Regions from separate parts of the Gasterosteus aculeatus genome. Here region 1 is linked to region 2. The links are chromatin contacts, called in public Hi-C maps. All regions are on one chromosome and are shown on one strand. Each heading gives the region's core, a stretch centred on a gene start, on an enhancer-like site or on the middle of the called end of the contact. The rest is flanking DNA. Distances are from core to core; before and after follow the strand shown.

Region 1 (5,782 bases), core at 1,629-4,128, 47 kb after region 2:
AGAGAGCAGCGCCTGTGAGTGAGTTAACTAAACGGAATCAAGACGAATAATAGGAAAGGAAAAAATAGCTATTCAGAACGGCTGGACATCAATTACACATCAAAACATGTTCGTTGAAACATGATGGAGCCTATAAAAAAGAAAATGTCATCTTCTTATCAACCTTATCTGCAAAAGTCAGATTTGTCAAAAGCTCCGGACTAGAGACATCTTTGTGAAGACCAGTGCAAAACATGACGAATTTAACCTGAGAGTCCAAAGAGCATTCGTGAGAATCATCTAATAAGCACCCCAATGTTACTCATGACTCCCATTTCAAATGTAGCACACTGAAATCCTGCTGTCAGAGATCAATAAAGGAAAGTCTCTCATTTTCAACAGCATCAGCAGCGGGATTTAACAACCTGTTACAGGAATGGGGAGGAAAATAATAACAGCAGAGAAACTGCAAATAATTCCTCCCAAAAAAAATGAAAATACATAATATATTGCTTAATGGGACAAGTTCTCACAAATCACTCACAACAAGCCACTTAAGTACGTACCAGTTGTTCTGCATTATAGAGGCCCAAAATAAAACAGACAATTTGACTCTTTAAAAGGCGCCGTCGCTTTAATTAATGACCCCAAAAACGGGTGGAATAACGACGCATCCGAAGAAGTGTTACTCACCAGTGTGACTGCGGTGCGTCACTATGCGCTGCACACAGGTGTGTGCGTGTGTATGCGCAGCTCCCTGCAGCCCCCCCCCCCCCGGGTCATTACTATAAATGACAGCGTGCTCTTAGTCAACCTGCCTGGTTAAATAAGGATTAGAGGGATAAGGAGAAAATAACTCAAAAACGGTGTCTGCAGAGTCTGCAACAAAAAGAAGAAGCTCAGCTTCGCCTGCAAATCATGACCCACCCCCACCCCCCCCCAACACACACAGACCTCCACCTCCTCCCGTGTGATCGCTCTCTTCTTCATTTTACCTAAAGACCCTTTCAGTAGAGCGTCTAAGGAGAGCGTGTGAGATCACACGTATAAAGTATTTCTGTTAAAGCCCATCTCTGAGACAAACACCAGCGCCGCTGCACCCTCTTCCTCCCGCCTCTCCTTCGGATCAAAAGATCCTGCCATCTGAAAATAGCACGTCAACATGTCTCTTTCGTCTTGTTGTTACTTTCTATCCCCCCCCCCACCCACCCTCGCCTCGTTCTCGACTATGTTGCCGGTTTGTTAGATTCCTGTTTTTGCCTCCGCTCTTGCTTTCTTGATCTGCGAGAGGTTACATCGCATCGAGTGTGTGTGTGTGTGTGTGTGTGTGTGTGTGTGTGTGTGTGTGTGTGTGTGTGTGTGTGTGTGTGTGTGTGTGTGTGTGTGTGTGTGTGTGTGTGTGTGTGTGTGTGTGTGTGTGTGTGTGTGTGTGTGTGCGTGCGCGCGCGGTAGCACAGCTTTGGTGGTCTATAAAAAGCAGCCAGACAAAGTCTCCTCTCTCTCCTCATGCATTATGCATCGGCATCACCTTCCATCAAGTGACAGAAAAACCTCAAAGACGTCTAACTTTAGCTCCCATTCGCAAAGCCAAACAGAGGAGGAGACGTGTTATTTTGACTGCCACAGTCGAGCTAAGCACCTGTTACATCGATAAAAGCTGCGCTTCGACAACAACAACCTGTGCGACGGCGCAGCTCTCACAAAATAAAGAGAGCTGGGTTGAATGCAGACAGAAGCCAGAGTGCACAAAGAGTTGAAACGGGATCAGATGACATTGGATCCAACTTTGACCTTGAGAAGTTTGGGCGCTTTGCCGTGGCGTTTAATCGCAAACGCAGAATCCAAAAGCCTCAGGATGGGAAAAACGCCTCAAAAATATTTTTTCGCAACACTGGCTGAGTTGGTGTGAAAACAATTACAAGACGATTTGGGAATTTCCTGATTAATTACTTTACATTTTTAAAGTGTAAATTAGGCCGAACGGGGGGTTTATCGCATGTCACCGTCACACAGACGAGGAAGGGTTAATTCTTCTAAAACCCCCCACGCGTCACCTCTCTCTCTCTGTGGGTCACGGCGACCGGTGAATGACCGTGTCAATTGTAGTCAAGGCCTTTCATGGTACTGGTATCCCAACTCACAGCGTCACCTACTTTAGCTTCCCCATCTCCTCATGGATCATTTAGGAAAAAGCGAATAAACCGGATCATGACAGACCGAGCGATTCATACGCAGTGACTTCCCAGTGACATTTGAAAGAGCTACAGAAAGAGACGTGTGTGTTCAAGTGAGTACAACGATCAAAAACAAGCAGGCTCAGTATGCACATCTATCTTTATACACATATGCAGAAGTGCAGGACCGTCACATGGGATTGCTCAACAGTTCTGACTACAGCTGCTGATCTCAGGAGATACTGGCAGCATTTCATCGAGTGTCCCAACTTCACAACGCCGCTCGGTGCAAAACACGCTTGTTTACCTGGAAACAGAAGACGCACCACGTGACCCGGAGCGGAGCGGTTGACACTGCAGTTATTTTGGGGATTTGGACACACGGCTCCTCAAGCTATTACGCAATGCCTCCGGCCATTGATTTACTGTACTCCCCCCGCAAAAAACGCCGTTACCATCGCACTCTCAGAGGACAAGAGAGCGTGTCTGAGAGAGAGTGTGTGTGTCAAGACAACGCGGATTCGATTATTAGCGGTTTATGACTGTGTGCACGCAGGAGGGAAAGAAAAAGGAAAAAGAAAGGGGAAAAAAAACATTGCAGGGGCTTATTGACACCAGAGACGGCCGCGGGCAGCTTGTTTTGACGCGTCTGACCTCGGTACTGTGTGTGTGTGTGTGTGTGCGAGTGTGCGTTTGTGCGCGGGAGCCTGGGGAGGTTCAGGTGGCGGCGGCGGTGGCGCTGGGCCATCTGCGCTGTCATTGGACGCACGTCCGCCTTCCAAGAGTCGCACAGCGGCACCGGCGGGCGTCCCAAACGGCCCCAGCCGGAGCTCCGCGGGGCCGCAGTAAACAAGCAGCTCTCATCCCAAAGAGGCCGCGTGATGCTCTGCTATGTTCTTGTACGCAATAGAGCACCACGCCACCGGTGGTTTGGTTGGCTTTGGCTTTTTTTGTTTTTGTCCCTGGCCACAGTACACAGAGGGTTATGTAACGTGGATCTGGTCTTTTCTTTACAGCTGCAAAGACTTGATACTTTTAAAAACAGATAATTCATGTTATTTACCGAATTGTTAAATCGAGTATCAAAAGTAAACGTGTCGTCCCAGTCAATTACGTAAACAACATCCATTCTGGGAGCCACAAATCCCCCGAAATGTTCCTTCCATGAAACCAAAATAAAGTCTTACTCTTATGGGAAACAAACTGTATTAAACATGTCTTACACGGTGAGCTAACTCAAAGGAAGCAGAGAGATAATGAAGCGTGACAATTGCTCCTATTTCTGGCGGTCCCCTGATATTCCCCGGAGGTTCCTAAACCTGACTTTTTGGATTCATCGGCGTACGTTATGTAACCGCAGCTCGCTCTGTTCTTATTTATACCCGACGTCGCTCTTCTTCGCATCCCATGCGTCATCGCATGTGACCCGAAGTGTGTCGTTAACCATGGATAAACATATTGCCTCTGGATGCCACATCCTATATTAGCACATTCATCTCTGCACAGCACACTATTACAGAGGGGGGAGTGGTCGGGGGGGGGGGGGGGTGGGGGGGTGGAGAACTTCCGCGAGTGTGTATGACAGCTGAAACAGCAGCCGGCGAATGGAGTGGGCGGTTCGTGCCAAGAACCTCCGTCAGTTTGAATCAGAGCTTTTGCCCGCACAGAGGAGGGTCGTGTGAGGAGTTCATGTGCGCGTGAAATCCATCTGATAACACACACACACACACACACACACACACACTGATTCCACCAGTGCGGTTCGGTGCTGCGCGGTGGCAGCCCGGTTAATGATGTTGGCGTAAATCGGAAAGCAGACGAGCGGATTGATTACTTATGCGTCTGGTGCAACTGTGCAATTCCAAAATTCAAATGCGAGGGGTTTTAATGCCGGCAGGCAGTAAATTTAAGATCAATTTAAAAGCACCGCTGTGACAACCGGCCTTTTTTTTTTTTTTTTTTCTAAAGTTGTTAAAAGATAAATGGGCAGAATAAGAAAAAGAGGCGCAGCAGGTGAATGATAAGTGCCAGGTGTTTCTGGGTTTAGTCAAGGAACAGGATCATTCTCTTGAAGAACAATTCATTCTGTACAGGAACTAGGGCGAAGAAAGGCAATTTGAAAACAGCATTTAACATGGTAATTCTTTCTTAAGTGGAGAGAGCGAAAGCAAAAAGACATTTTCATGCTTGGGTCAATTTTGCTTGTTGCACGTTTTCTTTCTACCAGTCTTCGGGAAACATGTAAAAGTTCTCCTAAATTCACTAACGGTATTTTTGGTGAAAAATAAAGAATCCCTCTGTTAAAACCATTGACTTGAATACGTCAAAGATATTTTTCCACCTGGATTCACCAATGTTCCGATTTATGTTGCGGAAATGTTTGCCAATTGACAAGATAATGGCCCACCCACTGCAGGTCAACGTACAATTTTAGGTCAAATAAAATGAATGCAAGTAATCCCTTGAGAAAGTTTCATGTTCGTATCATGTAGTCAGGCGTTTAACCCCAATTCAAACCTGGATTGATTTTAACACAGAAGGAGGATATTGCATTGAGTCAGTGTGCCTGCAACGCATATGGAGCGATAGAAAGGAGCTCCAACAAGAAGCCAGGGAGGGAGGGGGAATATACTGGAGGGAGGGAAGGGATAAAATATGTGCTGACAGCTTTTTGGCCGGAGGGCTGGAACACTGAAATAGTAGCGTCTGGGTGTCACGCCGGGGTCGCTCCCTTCACTCGAGAGCAGACTTTACCCGACCCCGGCTGGGGAAACATCACACACCACTACAGGCCGACTGATAACGTAGTATCTGACGGATAACGTGCAGACTTGTCCAAATGTGACACTAATGCATCTGGGGATGTGTCGACACGTGTACGGGAAGCCCCCCCCAATAGAACAAAATCATATGTTCCCTTTGCGTCGAGCAGGAATTGTTTATTTAAGAAGAACATAGTGTAAAAAGAACGGGCGGAGCTGCTGCCTTTCAGCTCTTACGTAATGCAATGTTTTTCGGAAACAGCTTGTAAGTAATAACGTGGGATTATGTAATAATGTCGGAAAAGGGTTATGCAGCAGTCTGCAGCAATGACGTTGTGGTGATTTGGGCTGGCTGTGAGAGAGGGCGGGGGGAAGGGGGGGGGGTGTACCTTTTCCTTACAACTGGTTAGAGTCAGCATAAGTGAAAGAGTCGATACGCTCGTGCATGCAAATACCGTCATAGAATTAGTCCTGCTCAAAGTGTGCACATTGGCCCGAGCACAAGGTGTTCTCCAGATCACTAAAGTCCCCCGACTTCCTGGAATAAAAGGTACAGAGAACACGGCCTCGGTGTACCTGCAGGACTACAGGACACCATTTGCAATGTGAAAGGGAGGCTGGAAAAAGACTAAATAACAAAACGCTCTTGAAAACACATTGCAAATGCCGTTTTCAGTCGTCTGTCATGTTAGTCGGAAAACAACCCCAGTACCTCTTGGACAGCAGAGTCATGGAGACGACTGGAACAGGAAATACTTGGATGATATTATTGTTTATGTGCTCATTTAAGTCCAAACTGTGGCTTTAAGAGTTACGACACACACACACACACACACACACACACAAACACACACCATCTGACCACTT
Region 2 (6,086 bases), core at 2,066-4,565:
ACAACACAAAAGGCGAAAGAAAAAAACACCCCGATGAGGCGCTGCGTGAGCGACAGCACGTCATTTGCAAGAAAAAAAAGAAAAGAAAACTAACATTATGAACCGTGTTAATGCGAACCAAACATTTAGCGGTAAAAGAACGCCGCACGCGCTTCTACTCAGTGGGAGGGCGACCGGGAAAGTGAACAGCGGATTGCACTCAGGAAAAGACAGATGAATTAGTAAGTAGTAATCTGCAGTGAGTAAAGTGGTAATATTGGAGTCGGCCAGTGGCACCCGGTTTGATGGGGAGGATTCAGAGGAACATGGAGAAAACACAGAATCTTTTGAGGGAAAAGTCAAAAGTACAATCCGAACTTTGACCTCAGACACTGAGCTTTTTGTCCTCAAACTGAGGCAGAATTCTTCACCTCAGTTGCACCCAGACGTTGGGTTTGTTGATATATTGTTCCTAAAATGATTCTTCCTAAATAAGAAAGAGATTAAACTGACTCCAATACGCCAACAAAATGAAACAAACATTTGTATGGGGTGTTCAGATTTCTGTTCTGTAAATTCCTCCAAATAAGGACACATTTAATAAACAATAACACTGCGCTTATATACTTAAACCTACATTTTCAAAAACCTGCAATGCAAAAAATGCTTTTCTGTATTTAGTTTCATGGAATTATGTTTTAGAGAACTTTTCTCATGTTTGTTTCCTTTAATGCCCTCTGACTAGATCATATACCTATGGCTTGAAATTACCTAAGAACACGCCTAAGGAAAAATAAACCAGTGGTCAATGCCGTCTCCTACATGCTTTCGGCTGAAGCAACACTATTAGCATTGTGTTTACTGACGATAAACACAGTACGTTAGTACGTTGAAATAGATGATGATGTTGATGATTCATCATCTGGTTTATTTCAACAAAGCCATTTTGGGTGCAGTGGAAAATTGAAAAGTGAACATTTAAGTGATTTGGGCCGGTGAACCAACTAAAGTGAGATATAAAAAAATGACTCAATTTGGTTAGATTAAAAAAACAAAACAGTTTTAAACAGAAAAAAGCCCAAAACAAAAAGCTAATGGTTCATATCATTTTTAAAGGTCCCATTTGTGAGCAACATCTGGCCCATGACATTCACTTACTATGATGCATGCGGTTGAAGTTAAACTGGTGATTATAGGTGTTAAAAAGGCATTCGGGTTCAGGTTAAATTTGCTTAAAGTGCTTTTAAAGCAATTTCCAAAACGCGCAGCAAATGAGTGCGAAAAAAAAAAAGGGGGGAGTTCAGGCAGCTGTGACCTTGGAGCCAAACTGCGAGCGGCCGACTTGACTTTGTGGGTTGGAAGAAAAGCCTTTATTTATAGATGAGCTGTGTGTCGATCAAACGCCGTCGAGAGGAAAACGGCAGCCGCCAGAGAAGAGCAGGAGGAGGAGGAGGAAGAGCAGGAGGAGGAAGAGGAGGAGGAGGAAGAAGAGTGTCTGAGTGCCTGTGAGCGAGCGAGTGTTGCTTTTTGAAGAACTAATACAGTGGTGTGCCTCAATCTCACTTAATTCCATTGAAAGGAAATTGATTTGGGGGTTAGGGGTGTGGGGGGAGGGAGGGGGGGTCGCTCTCTTTCTCTCTTCATTACAGTTGTGATGAAGTCTTGTATCATGCTGCAGCGTGCAGCTGTTGCTCTATGATATACAATATTAAGGGACAACTTTAATGATGTCTGCAGGGGAAGTTGCTCAACGCAGCAACAAGTGGCAGGAAAGAACGCAACATAAATATTGAAATAGAATATGAATAGGGGTTACAGAGTAGCAGGGTTATGCAGTGTACGTGCAACTATCCGTCAAGGCAAACGTTGCATATTGCACATTTATTGTTGTGTATTAAATATTGAATCCAAATTCCATCAACAAGCCTATGGAACCCCAACCTTCAGTATCTATTCGTGGTCCATACCGCCAGCAGAGGTTTCACTTAACAGAGGGATTTTCTAAAATGTTGACAGGATCCAAAATAGTGCATCATTCATATTTCAGTGAATTACATGGCAGGACCTGATGAATATAAAACGTGGATATCACCCTTAAAAGTGCCTCTTTTTAGAACGTTTTTCCTGCTTTTTTTTTTTTTACATGCCTTTATTGCTACTGTGGCTCATGTGCTGGTTTCATGTTTTATTCAGGGGAGGATCCTACTGTGTCGGTCTCTATACTTTAGTCATACTGAAATGAACCTTGAGACCAAAGAGTGTTTCATATAAAGCTCTTCTGTGCGTTACCATTACGATGCGTCTCCATTATTTATAAAGTTACTCCCTAAGCTCGCCGTACAAGCCGGTTTGAACTGCCGAGTCCAATTACACAAACGGGAACGTGCACACAACAACGCGTGCTCGGGAAAATATTGGAAATATTTTGTCTTTCAATTCCCATCTTTGTCTTTTACACACCGGGGAGCTCCACTTATCACGATATCAGCGGGCAGCTTGTAGCTTTACTCACAGTGCAGTGTGCACGCTCGGGCAGATGAGAGGAGCTTCGTGTATTCGTCGCTTGCACGGGGAAATCAAAGGCAGCGGAGAAACTCGGCGAAGCTCAAAAGCTCCTCAGACGGAAAGGGAGAGGAGAGAAAAACAAGTGCTTTCAGTGCCAGGACTGTTAACAACCACCTGTATGCGCCCGCCTGTGGTTTCTAAAATAGCGCACACAAAAGAGCCGGTACCCAGGAGGAATTACCAACTAATCCTAAAATGATCTTTGGAAAAATGAAGGCTTTGGATAATATCCACTCAAAGCATGCAGACGTGTCACTCTCATGTAGATTCATTAGCCTTCGCCACGTGCGACCACAAATTCAGACTGAAATCCAAAATACTGCCAAATTCCAACGGGCTGAACTGAGTATTCTCCCTCGCTAGGATCAAATTGGGATTCAGTGAAGGCAGAAATGAAATCATTACTAAAAGGCCGTCATCTTAAGCCTCCATCTCGGGGGAGAAGTGAGAAGCCTGCTGCCCCAGATTGCCTAAAAATGCAGATAAGAAACGATCCCGCACCAGAAATTGGTCCTGCAGGACTATTCCATGGGAGAGATTAGTGGAAGATAATCATATAATTGCGACGACACCACCGACGGCAGCGAAACGACCACATAAAGTCGCCTCTGACTAAAGAACAGGCGCTTGAGATGAGTGGGAATAAAAGCGCTTGTGCGGCATGTGGCCAGCAGGGGGCGCTCCTCTGTCTACACACACACACACACACACACTGGTTCCCACTGGAGAGCCACAGCAACATGGGAGAAGCCCTCGTACGACCTTCCTGTCACACACAAAACAAAGCCTCTCACGTGGTGTATGGTGAGACGCCGCCGAGACGGTTAATGGCTGAGAATGGAGATCAGAAAGCAGTTTCGGGGGGTCAGGTGTTTGTCACCGAGCCCCCGGGTCACCGGGGGGGGCGGGGCGGTAAATGCTGTGCCGCCGATGTGCCGTTACAGTACAGGCACAGTCCGAGGCGTAAAGTCTCATTCAATTCAGATTCAGCAGCACAACGGCCCCTCAGAACAAGTGGAGGAGCATCCAATCAGCCGCTAAACGGGATCGACTCGGTCGGTTTGTGTGAATAAGGCATATTATTGATATCTTTGGAAGCACAAAAGATTCTTTTACTTTAAAGACGGGAAAGCAAAGTGTGTTGTTGACATCTTCTTCCCACGGTGTCTTCTTTATCTCCTTATTCTGCCAGCGCGTGTCTGCACCGCCGTCTCTATCTTTAGCTCCTCTTCCTCCTTTCCTCCCTTCCTCTAACCCCTCCGTCTCCGTCTCCAGGCCATATTTCTCCGTGGACAGAGCCCAGGAAATGAGCGCGTGGTGTGGGAGGGAGAGACCCGGACCTGCTGCTATAAATCCAACACTTTTTTCTTTTGGTGGTGGTGAGGGGGTGGGGGGGGCTTCTCCCACCTTGACCCCATTCCCGGCTCAGTACATCTGGCCTGCAAACAAGCAGACTGAAACACACACACTGTCGACAGTCTGCGACACACACCAGACACAAACACAACCTTCTGCTCACACACACACACACACACACACACACACACACATTCATTCGGGACGGCGCTCAGAAACGGAGCCAGCGTCTCTAACGCTGCACATGTGACCGAGCGACGCCACAATGGGCCGATCTGTCCGTGGAGACAACGAACCCTCGTCAAATTTCATTAAATGAGAAGGAAATCGTGGAACACCGATCATGAGTTGTTGACAGAAATGAACGTTGCGCATTCTTAAGTCGCTAATTCGATCATTGACACTCAACACTGAGGCCTCAGAGAGACTAACAGTCTCAAGTTAAACTGCTCACACCGCCACCTGTTTTAACGCCGTCTTGCCATTTTTTTTCTTTTTTTTTGGCGTCCAAAATGTTAAGTAAAGACGACAAGAATGTCATATGGATGACAAGAAGATTTCATTCCTAGTAGAACACCCTTCAAACGAAGAAGTCTTGAAAGAGAGGAAGAGACCTAATCTGCCTTAATCCACGAAAGGAACATCAACCGGAGCCTTTTTTTAAATCATGACGATTCCTTCATGGAACTTTGTCGATACACAAACACACCAGTTATCACTGGACAACGGACACCTCTGTCAGACAATTTAGTTCATGTTTATATGTATATTTTCCTACATGGTTTAAAAGATAACCGCCTAACCCTAATCAACTCATATTCAGTGACTGTCTTTTTGTGGTTGTAAAGCAACTTATTTATTACTTACTTATTATTATTTAAGTCAAACTGGCCACCAGTTATATTAATGGCTGCACCTCGAATGAAAGTAAAGCCTTTTTCTTCACATGTACTCCAATGGATGTTCAGATAAAAATACTCTGCGTGCCGTTATTGGTAAAGGAACAAAGGCTGCGGTCTTCACCGAGCTGCATTTTGGAATGTTCAAAAGACGGACTTTCTCCACTTTTCTCTGTCCCACCCTGTATAAGATGCCTGGCCTTTAACCTGACCCCGGCCCTCAGCCAGGGCGGTGGGGGGAGCTGGTTGCTTGCAGTGGTGGGGGTTAAAGTGTAATCCTGGTCCTGTGACCACAAAGGCTCGGGCCCCTAAGGGCCAAGGACCAGCCACATTTTCTGAATTGCAATGTTATCCCTCTGCAAACCCCTCGGACTGACTACATATCAAAGGATTACATTTGCGGGGCTCTTCTCTGCTCTGGAGTTCAACAAAGTGCCCACAAAGTCTTCCCTTAATCGCTTCATTTTTTACTTTTTGGGATTGGGCGGGAGGAGGAGGAGATACAACAAATAATACGAACTTTCTAAAAGTCCAGTTTGAGAACTTTTGAACATCTCCAGAAGGAGCACCAGGAGCCTTGCTTTCATTACACCGTGGCCTCGGTCCAACCAGTCTCACATCAATCTATTAACAAGAGTAATTGCTACATAGCGTCATTACAACCAACACATATTTTAAACCATTGAGATGCTGATATCTGGCTGGTGGTGCACCGCTAATTGCTTGCGTAAGTAATCCATTAAGGAGTGTTTCTACAACAGCTTGCACGGCCCATTATCATTAGTTTCATTCTGAGGAAACCTTAACAAACCCCCTTTAACGGCATCGCAGCGTGGCCCCGAGCGCCTCTCTGCATTTAAACGTAAAGAATTTGCTTCTTTTTTTGTTTTTGTTTTGTTTTTAAAAGAAGGAGCAACTTCAGAAGACAGGGAGAACTGAACCGAAAGAGAGAAAGGGTTTAATTGACGCCTCCCCCATTTTCCCATGGTGAAGACAAGAGGGAGGAGGGAGCGGGGGAGAGGAGGGGCATGGGGGTGGGGTGGGGTGGGTGTGTGTGACACCACCCTCCTGGTGTTGCGACTGTACAAAAGGAAGCAGATTTGCAGAGGAGGTGACCCCTAACCTCTAAAGCTGCAGAAAGGGTCCTTGGTGGGCCCAGCACCACCCAATCAATCACCTCCCAGAGCCTGCTGGTCAGCCGGACTGTAAGGGGACACCGCAGTCCGGCCAGTCCGGACCCTCCCCCAAACATTCCTTGGTGAGACTTTAAGAGGGGGGGGGGGGGTG

What was found. Hi-C and Micro-C count contacts between places; a contact is called where the count stands out from the background.
Region 1: a Hi-C map of skeletal muscle shows a contact between it and region 2, with 2.4 times the contacts expected there. The contact joins two enhancer-like sites. A contact is called at or near these places in 2 of 6 Hi-C or Micro-C datasets (both in skeletal muscle).

Annotation. Positions count from the first base shown.
Region 1 is chr7:28,126,938-28,132,719 of fGasAcu3.hap1.1, forward strand. All of the region lies in intron 2 of zbtb16a (zinc finger and BTB domain containing 16a), which reads right to left. Among protein-coding and RNA genes, the nearest start is that of zbtb16a, 35 kb to the right of the region's middle. Within about 2 kb of position 2,879, at least 7 of the 9 cell types and tissues checked have open chromatin away from gene starts, as enhancers often do.
Region 2 is chr7:28,079,831-28,085,916 of fGasAcu3.hap1.1, forward strand. All of the region lies in intron 4 of zbtb16a (zinc finger and BTB domain containing 16a), which reads right to left. Among protein-coding and RNA genes, the nearest start is that of htr3a, 40 kb to the left of the region's middle. Within about 2 kb of position 3,316, at least 4 of the 9 cell types and tissues checked have open chromatin away from gene starts, as enhancers often do.